Regions from separate parts of the Mus musculus genome. Here region 2 is linked to region 1. A link is a contact called in public Hi-C data. All regions are on one chromosome and are shown on one strand. Each heading gives the region's core, a stretch centred on a gene start, on an enhancer-like site or on the middle of the called end of the contact. The rest is flanking DNA. Distances are from core to core; before and after follow the strand shown.

What was found. Hi-C and Micro-C count contacts between places; a contact is called where the count stands out from the background.
Region 2: a contact with region 1 is called in a Hi-C map of CD4 T cells, with 7 times the contacts expected there. The contact joins the promoter of Acot9 here to the promoter of Fam120c in region 1. A contact is called at or near these places in 1 of 39 promoter capture datasets (second pharyngeal arch cranial neural crest) and 1 of 484 Hi-C or Micro-C datasets (CD4 T cells).

What each region holds. Positions count from the first base shown.
Region 1 is chrX:151,342,345-151,346,576 of GRCm38.p6, reverse strand. It overlaps Fam120c (family with sequence similarity 120, member C), which reads right to left and starts at 2,354. Exons shown (of 16, transcript NM_198105.2): 1 at 1,641-2,354. The coding sequence starts at 2,327.
Region 2 is chrX:155,260,262-155,264,493 of GRCm38.p6, reverse strand. It overlaps Acot9 (acyl-CoA thioesterase 9), which reads right to left and starts at 2,051. Exons shown (of 15, transcript NM_019736.4): 1 at 1,820-2,051. The coding sequence starts at 1,839.

The DNA.
Region 1 (4,232 bases), core at 1,105-3,604:
CACTACTGCCAACAGTCAAGCTGCCAGTAATAGCAGGATAAAAAAATAACAGGGTAAAAAAAAAAAAGTTCTTAAAGCCTGGGTGGTGCCATTGAAAACAACTTGGAAGGAAAGCCTGTAAGTGACTCTGCTTTAAAATGTTCAGTCAGGAGAACAGGCAAGTGGGGTTTTGTTACAGTTATATTTTAAGTTAGCTCATGATTAGATTTTTTTGCATGCATGGTGTCAGGAGATTGAAGCAAGGGCCTCCTGGTTAGTAAGGACACTACCACTGAGCTATGCCCCCAGCCCATTAATGGCTTGTCAAATTTAAAAAGGCATAAATTTGGTGCTGAGTTCTGTATATCTAGCATAGTAGGATTCTAGTCACATTCTATAACCATTGCAAACTTCTCCATGTAGCAGATCTTTCCGTCTCTGTTCCCTCCTTACCCCACCAGCTGCCACCTGTTTTGTTTTCAGAATCCCCAAGTCCCCAATCCTGAAAGGACATTCCCCCCAAAACTCTGGTTAGAAAATGGGTTTGCAGTTTCTTCCCACCTAACCCTGTAACGCTTTTCTTTTCCTTCTTCCTGCCTACCTCCTTACTTCTCAAGCCTTGCTATTCTCTACACGTAGGAACTTGAAACCTAAGAGTATGGGAAAGCAACAGCGTAATAGCAGTGGTGCCAAGACCCGGGGATGCTGCCAAGCTTTTCCCCAGGCTCCATATGCAGTGGCTCAACTACTCAGAGGCTGGCCTTCGGTTTAAACCCATGGAGCCTCATGAACTTGGTATTTCTTTTTGCCTCTGCCCGATTGCTTCAACCTCTTTAATTAAACAACCTCCTCCAAAACCTGTGAACCATTCAGATCTAGCCCATTCTCCAAGTCTATCTTTTTCAGGAAGTTTCCCAGGACCATTTTAACCCACAGATTATCACCCCACCCACCTACCCAAACTGGCAACTTACATACCAGAAAACAGAATCACCATGCATATTTACACCAGCAAGTAAATGCTGCGCATTTGATCTTTCAAAGCCAAGAATGGCGTCTTGGGGTTTTTGAGAGCCCCTCCCCGCACCCCCAACCGTCTTTGAAACCCCCTACTGAGCGTGTTCATCTTCCTGAATAGTGACTCAATCAGTGAATTGTTTGGGCTAAGGCATGCCAAGATAAAAGCATGTTGAAATGAAAAGGGCTCAATGGATGGGGAAAAAAGAAGTACTAGGTGTCAAATGGGGGAAAATTATAGAACAAAGGTGTTCGACTAACATCTGTTTTATTTGCCATGGGGTTGAAAACAGATATAGGGGAGGGAATGTCAACTGGAAAATGAAGAAAAAACATATTTCAGTTTGAGGGGGATGATAGCAAGAGAAACATGAAGCCCGGAGGAATTTTGAGTCAATTCTGCTAGAACCAACAGGTAGGCCAATTGTGTGAGTAAAGGGGGTTACGGGGATGGCATGGCTAGAGATACAATCATGTAGGTAAGGGAATTAATAGGCCATATGACGGGGGCACGAGGGGATAAAATGGTCGCCAGTAAGTTAGCTGACTGAGTGGGTGGCAGGTAGGTCGGTGAATGGTTAGGTGTTTAGTCTGGAAGGAACAGGTGTGGGGCATTTCATTTAAAAATCTAACCCCTCCCTCACCTTGACCCGGAAGCGGATGAGTGCTAGCCTCACGCAGTGGCTCAGACAGGCAGGTGGCAGGAACCAGGCCCGCGGTGGAGGGGTGCCCTTGTTGCCCACGTGTCCCACGATCAGTTGCGCAGTCTGCCGCTCCGCCTGGCACCGACGGCCCCACTCGGCCAGTCGGTCCTTCCCCAGGCCCCCAGGGAACATGACCACCAGCTCCAGGCCGTCTCCGCCCGGATAGGCACAAGCCTGGCACAGCGCTGACAAGTAGCCCAGCATGGCATTCCACTGGCCGCCACAAACCCAATCCGTCTGGTAGCCACCATAGAGCCGCGGCAGCGCCGAGCCCGCGTCTACCAATACCCGAGCCCCAGGCAGCGGAGGGGGCGGCGGCGGATGCAGCCCTGGCGGCGCTTGGCCATGGTGGTGGAAATGGTGAGCAGGGTGATGGTGCCGAGACGGCCCCGCGCCCCCGGAGTAAGCACCAAAGGCAGCGGGCGGGAGCGGCGGCGGCGGCAGAGGAGCAGAGCCCCTGGTGATGCGTGGAGCCCCTGGCGCTAGGGCTGCTGGCGGCAGCTGGCGGTGCAGGTGCTGCTGCTGCTGCTGGCGCGAGACGGTGCGCGCGAGTTTGAGGAGGTCCACAGGCACCACAGCCCCGGGACAGCGCTTCTCCAGGAACTCTTGGAAGCCCTGGACGCCCATGCTTCCTCCGTGGGTAGAAGGAACAGCGGCTGCGCAAGCGGGCCAGTCGGCGATCCCCGCGCGAAGCTGGAGGCGGGCGCGTGCGCACTCCGCGGGGGGTAGGGGCGAGGGGGGCGGAGAGAGGGTTTGAGAACGGGAGGGGCGAGGGAACGTGGGCGGGGAGGGGAGGAGACCACAGACTGGGTGCGGGTGGAGAGCAGAGGTGAGGCTGACCAGACTCAGAAGAGGCTGGGAAGATAAAAGCGATGACAAAGTCGTAGTCACTCCTCTTTTCCCGTTCCCCTCCGCTGCTCTTCTTCACTGCTTCAAAGGGGGTGAAGCCTCTGCCTTCCACCTCCGGGAGCCATGTTGCCTCGTCTTCTCTGTGATACTCGCTTTCTAGCTGGGGGAGGGGTACAGGGGCGGGGCGGATGAGCATCCTGGGAGTTGTAGTCTTTTCCCGGATGGCCTCAGGATGCAGTCTTAGAACCAGAGGATCACACCTGTCAGGCCTTGATGCTCATAGTGTCAGAAGAAGCGGGCCAAGAAAATGTGTGTATAGGATTTGTACCAGAACTCCTAGTATCCAACCGAGTTGCCTCAGGATATTATACCACCATGCCCAGGGAAAGAAATGGAGATGATGCATCATGGGAAAGGAAGTACTGTGGATTAGTAGAATTTGGCTAAAGTGAGCTAAAGTTCCCTGAAAGGGAGAAATTTCCCTTCCATTGAAAAGATGATATGCACAACTTTTAACGAAAGGAGAAGAACACATATGATACATAAAAACCGCTAACATCTACTGTCATACTTTGAAGAGTTATCCACCTTACAAATGGTAAAACATTTACTTAAGACAATGAATGCATAGACAAAATGAAATTGCCTATAATTTGCCTCAGGATCTCTGGTCAGGGAGATTAAACACCCACTCAAATTCAACTACAACTTGGACCTTATTGGTACTCACTAAGCTATGCCATATGGTTAGGGGATTTTTTTTGTTTTCCAACCTACTAAATGTGTCCATGTGGGAACAATTCAAAATAGCTGCAAAGGTTCTAATTTGATCACAGTCTTTTGAAAAGTACATTTCAGCATGCTTCTCCAATGAAATCCATGTAGAGTCTGTCTTCTGTCAAGTTTTAGGGCCCATTACTTCAGCCAGACTACAGCAGAAAACAAGATCTGCATGCAGAGTAGTTGTATCTATCTGGCTTGGAATTTACAGAACATAAAAGAGCAGAACCCCAGGAATGACATCAGAATGGTTTGATAGGATGAAACCAAAAACAGGTTGCAAATTCCAAACCGGGTTTGTCATAAGAGTAGTAGATCCAGAATAGCAGGGATGGGAGACAACATGAAAGGCAAGGGAGAGGGAGGTGGGGGGTGTATAGGGGACTTTCGGGATAGTATTTGAAATGTAAATGAAGAAAATAGCTAATAAAAATTGTTTTTGAAAAAAAAGGGAAAGGCAATAGCTTGAAGGCATGAAAGATGAAGAGAATAGATGTTTTTAGTAAACTGTGCTTACTAGAGAGTTTGTCCAGCATCCCTTTCCTAAAAATTAGCCTTCTCATTGTTAACTTGATAAGATTACTGCAAAAACTGTTGTCTTAGGCATGATGGTATGTGCCTGCAATCTTAGTACTCAGGAAGTTGACATGGGACAGTCACCTTAAGTTCTAGGCCAGCCTAGGCTACCCAGTGATTTCAAAGAACCAAGGAAGTAAATAAATCCTATCATGTTCACATTTGCTTGTAATGCCATATTTTAACTGAGTGTGTTGGCTTACATCTATAAACCCAGCATTCAGAAGGTCAAGGCAGGAGGATTGCCACAACTTTGAAATTATTATTTTCCAGGTCAGCCTGAGATAAGAACTAAACAAAACAAACAGTAAAGAAAAAAATTAAGTC
Region 2 (4,232 bases), core at 802-3,301, 3.9 Mb before region 1:
GATACTTCAGTTCCAGAGGAGGTGATGCCCTCTTCTGGCCCCCACTGGCACCAGCCATGCTGATGGAACACATACATACATACATACATACATACATACATACATACAGGCAAAACACTAACACATATAAAAATAAACATTTTCAACACTTTTTAAAAGGTCTTATCGAAGAAGACACACAGGCAAAGTTACAAAAGTGTTGAACCCTTTCGTATTATGTTGAAAGGTAACCATGCCGTCTTTTAATGACTTTCAACCTGTCTTCAAATAGTGTAATAAGGCTTGGGTGCTGGTGGGTAGGGAGATAACACACCTTGTTCAACTGACAGCAAGGGTCCTAGAAAAAGTAAAGGCAGACCAAGGACAGAATTAGTGAGACCCATGTCAAAGTCAGGCTCACCAATAGTGGGATGGCTTCTGAATCCAAAGCAAGTGCCATTCTCTTGGAACCAGGCAAGCTGGAAAAAACAAAACAAAACAAAACAAAACAAAAACAAAAAAAACAACAACAAAAAAAAACCTTGCATACTGTGGGACAGCCAGACATGACTGGCAGCCTAAAGACCATGCTCCTTAACTGTGCCAGTTGGAAATTAGATCTACCAAAATGGCCTATGTGGTCCAAGGGTGCACTTTCATTACAAGGCCTTGCTGCTTATCAAAGGCATGTTCTAAACTGGGCACGAGAAAATACATCTGTAAATCCCAGCACTAGAAAAGTTGAAACCTGACAGACTTGACATGGGTCCGAGGCCTGCTAGTATTACCTGGTTTCTTGGCTAGAGATCTCAAAGCAATAAATAAATATACAGATAAGAGCTGGAAGTGGTGGCTCAAGCTCTTCAGGCCAGCACTGGAGAAGCATAGGACGGTAGATATATGGTGAGTTCGAGGCCAGTCTGGTTGATGATATAGATAAAGAAAGAGATAGATATCGATATATATAGATAGCCAACTTTAGGCCAGCCAAGGTTACACAGTAAATTCTATCTCAAAAACAAACAGGATGTTGATATGTGTTTAATCCCAGCACTGGGGAGGCAGAGGCAGGCAGATCTCTGATTTTGAGATGAGTTGGGTCTACATACAGTGAATTCCAGGAGAGCCAAAGATTCACAGAGAAACCCTGTCTCAGAAAAAAAAAAAAAAGAGTAAATTAACAAACAAGGGGTTGGAGAGTTGGCTCAGTGGTTAAGAGCACTTGTTGCAAAAAGACCTGATTCCCAGCACCCAGATGGAGGCTCACCACCTTCTCAAGCACCAGGCAGGCATGTGGGACACAGACACACATGCAAGAGAAATGTTCATACATAAAATAATAAAAAATAGATCTAAATAAAATTAAACCAAACAGATGAATCAGCTTAAGAGAGCCAAATGGTCTCTACAGTCTTTACAAGTATGATAACATACTTAAGACAGATTCCAAGTGTGTCATGCACTTAACCCCCAAAATGTTTTTTTTTTTTTTAAGAGAAAAGTGCTCGCAAGGCAAGGCAGAACTGAAAGTACTGGCTTTTGAAAAAAGGGGCTACACCAAGATTCCAGCCACACCCCTGGTGAGCAAAAGGATAGGAATTTCAAGGGAACACCCAACGTCTTCCCTTTTAAAAGTGTCAGCTGTCGCTAAAGTAGGGTGGTGGCATTTTTCCAGGGTAGGCCGGAGGACGGGGTCTGGCACTGGGTGCCTTTTCCTCCCAAGCCAAATATCCACCACCCCCATCCCACCCGCGGCTTCTTCCGCCCCGCTAGGCTCCGAGCCTCAAAGGGGAAGGCGTGGGCACTCCGGGGCAGCGCCCTTCCACGCCCTGCCACCTACCGTATCGCTGCCCGCTTCATGGCACTCCACTGCCTACCCACGGGTGGACAACCAAGGTCCTCCCGGGTAGAGACAAACCGGTAGCAGAAGAGCGTGAGCGTGAGGACACCTCCAAACACCGGCAACCGCGCCGGACTGAATCTTGGTTCCCACCTTCTAGGTGACGCCACAAGAGGGCCCGGGATAGGGAGGGCCTCACTGCAGGAAGGGCGGGGCTGCGCTGCCCGGGGTAGGGCTGTGCCGCCAGGGGGCGGGACTTCTGCGTAGAGAATGGCGGGTCCTGCTATTTGATTGGTCTGCAGCTGGAGACTGGAGACCGAGACAATGGAATTTCCCACTCAATCAGCTAGGTGGGGTCGGAGACTTATTTATAAGCAGGGCTCTTCCCTCCATTGTTAAGTAAATGAACCACTCAGCAAAGCACCTCGTTCCTCCACCTTGGTAGAACTCTTTTATTTTTGACACTTGAACCTTTACTCCCAGTCTGTAGTTCTTGCCCTTGGCATCATATGAGCAGCTTTTCAAAATATGGGTACCCTGCTTATTTTCCCAGAAGTAGGAAGACTGAGGCAAGAGAATTGCTACCACTTAGAGGCCAACCAGGGCTGAAGTGAGGTTTAGGCCGTAAGAAATAGTGTCCCTGTTTTTATTTGACGTTTTGGTTTTTAAAAAGATGAAGCTTAGTAAGAAAAATTAAGTTGAAGAGAATTTCAAGGGAGGCCCATTCTTGTTATCCAAGCAACCCAGGAAGCTGAGTCTGGGAGATCACAAATTCAAGACCTGCCTGATTACAAAGTTCTAGGCCAACCTGTGCAGTTTACTGCGCTCCAATCTCAAAATGAAAGGTTAAAAAAAAAAAGGATTGAGGGATAGAGCTAAGTGGCAGAGTGTGTATGCCTAGCATGCCAGAGTCCCTGGGTTCAAGTCCCAATTCCAAAAAAGGAGAAAAAGGACAGAAGAAAGGAAGTTTTCAGAATTAGGCATGATGGCACATTCCTAGACTCATCAATTATGAGAAGGTCTAATTTACCTCCGAGGAATTCCCTCACTCAGACACATGGCCAGGTGCTGAGTCACAATCTACTAATTATACAAGTTTACTTAAGTGACCCTTCATGAGACTCCAAAGCATTTTCTTAGAAAATAAGTCCTGAGCAATGAACCCCATAGACTCCACTGAAGATAATATCTAAAGTGAGAAATGTCTCACTACTTAGCTAATATTAGTTCTAAAGTCAGGAAAGCCCTATTAAAATCAGCCACCTAGCATTCATGTGTGTCTCTAGCTTAGTCCTTTAACCAGGCTAGAAAGATTAGTTAGCACACTTGTTCTTGCAGGGGAGCAGGGTTCCGTTCCCAGTACCCATGTGCCAGCTCCAACCACTTTCAGGAGGATCAGTTGGCCTCCTCTGGCCTCTGCAGGTACCAGGCCATACACATAGTATACATACATACATACATGCAAGCAAGCAAAGACTAATACACATAAAAATAAATGTGTTGTATTATTCTTTTAATGTCTTAGCAACCCCTATGTCTCATCGTTGTTCTTGTTGCCATTGTAAGACATTTAAGATGTATCACCGTTTGGAAAGCATGGATAGAAGGCAAAGTAAGTCACAAAGCCAGATAGAAAACATGTAACTGTGGAGAAAACATGCAACAATTATGCCATGATGAAATTCACTGTCCTTACACAAGTGATCTGCCAACTCACCATTTTCTTACTTGTGTTCCACATATAATGAAAAATGTAAAATGCCTAATGATAGATTAACGAATGCATTTTCACTGTCTTCACTACAAGTAGAACATTGAACTAGCTAAATGTTATACTATGTTACAGTTCACCCATGAAGTATGAATGAAAAGTATTAATAAACATAATCCCTTCTGCTAATAGAGATTCTGGATATCTGATTTAAATAAAGAATTTTCCTGGGAGTTTATGTCATCGGCTTTCAAGCTAATTTATGCTATGGTTTCATAGACTAGAGAAACTGTGTTTCTAAAATTGGCTCATTTCCTGTATTATATAGCTAACTCAAAAGTATCTAAATAAGCCGGATGTGATGGCACATTCCTGAAATACAAGGTTCCTGGAGACTGAGGCAAGAGATTCAGTCATTCTGAAGCTACCCTGGGCTTTGTAATGAATTCAAAGCCAGCCTCCACAAAACAGTAAGACTCTTTCTCAAAATAAACTAAAGGGGCGGGGCATGTTTCTGAGATGTTAGCACAGTGGTAGTATTCGCCCAACATGTGTAACATCCTGTGTTTGAGTCCTAATGCCAAAAAGTGGGAAAAGGATCCAGAGTAAATTAGGAGACTAAGTTAGTTTTCTATTGCTCCTGTGAAGAACCATTTCAGTGAAACCACCTTAGAAGTAGATCTGAAGGACTTTCTGAAATGA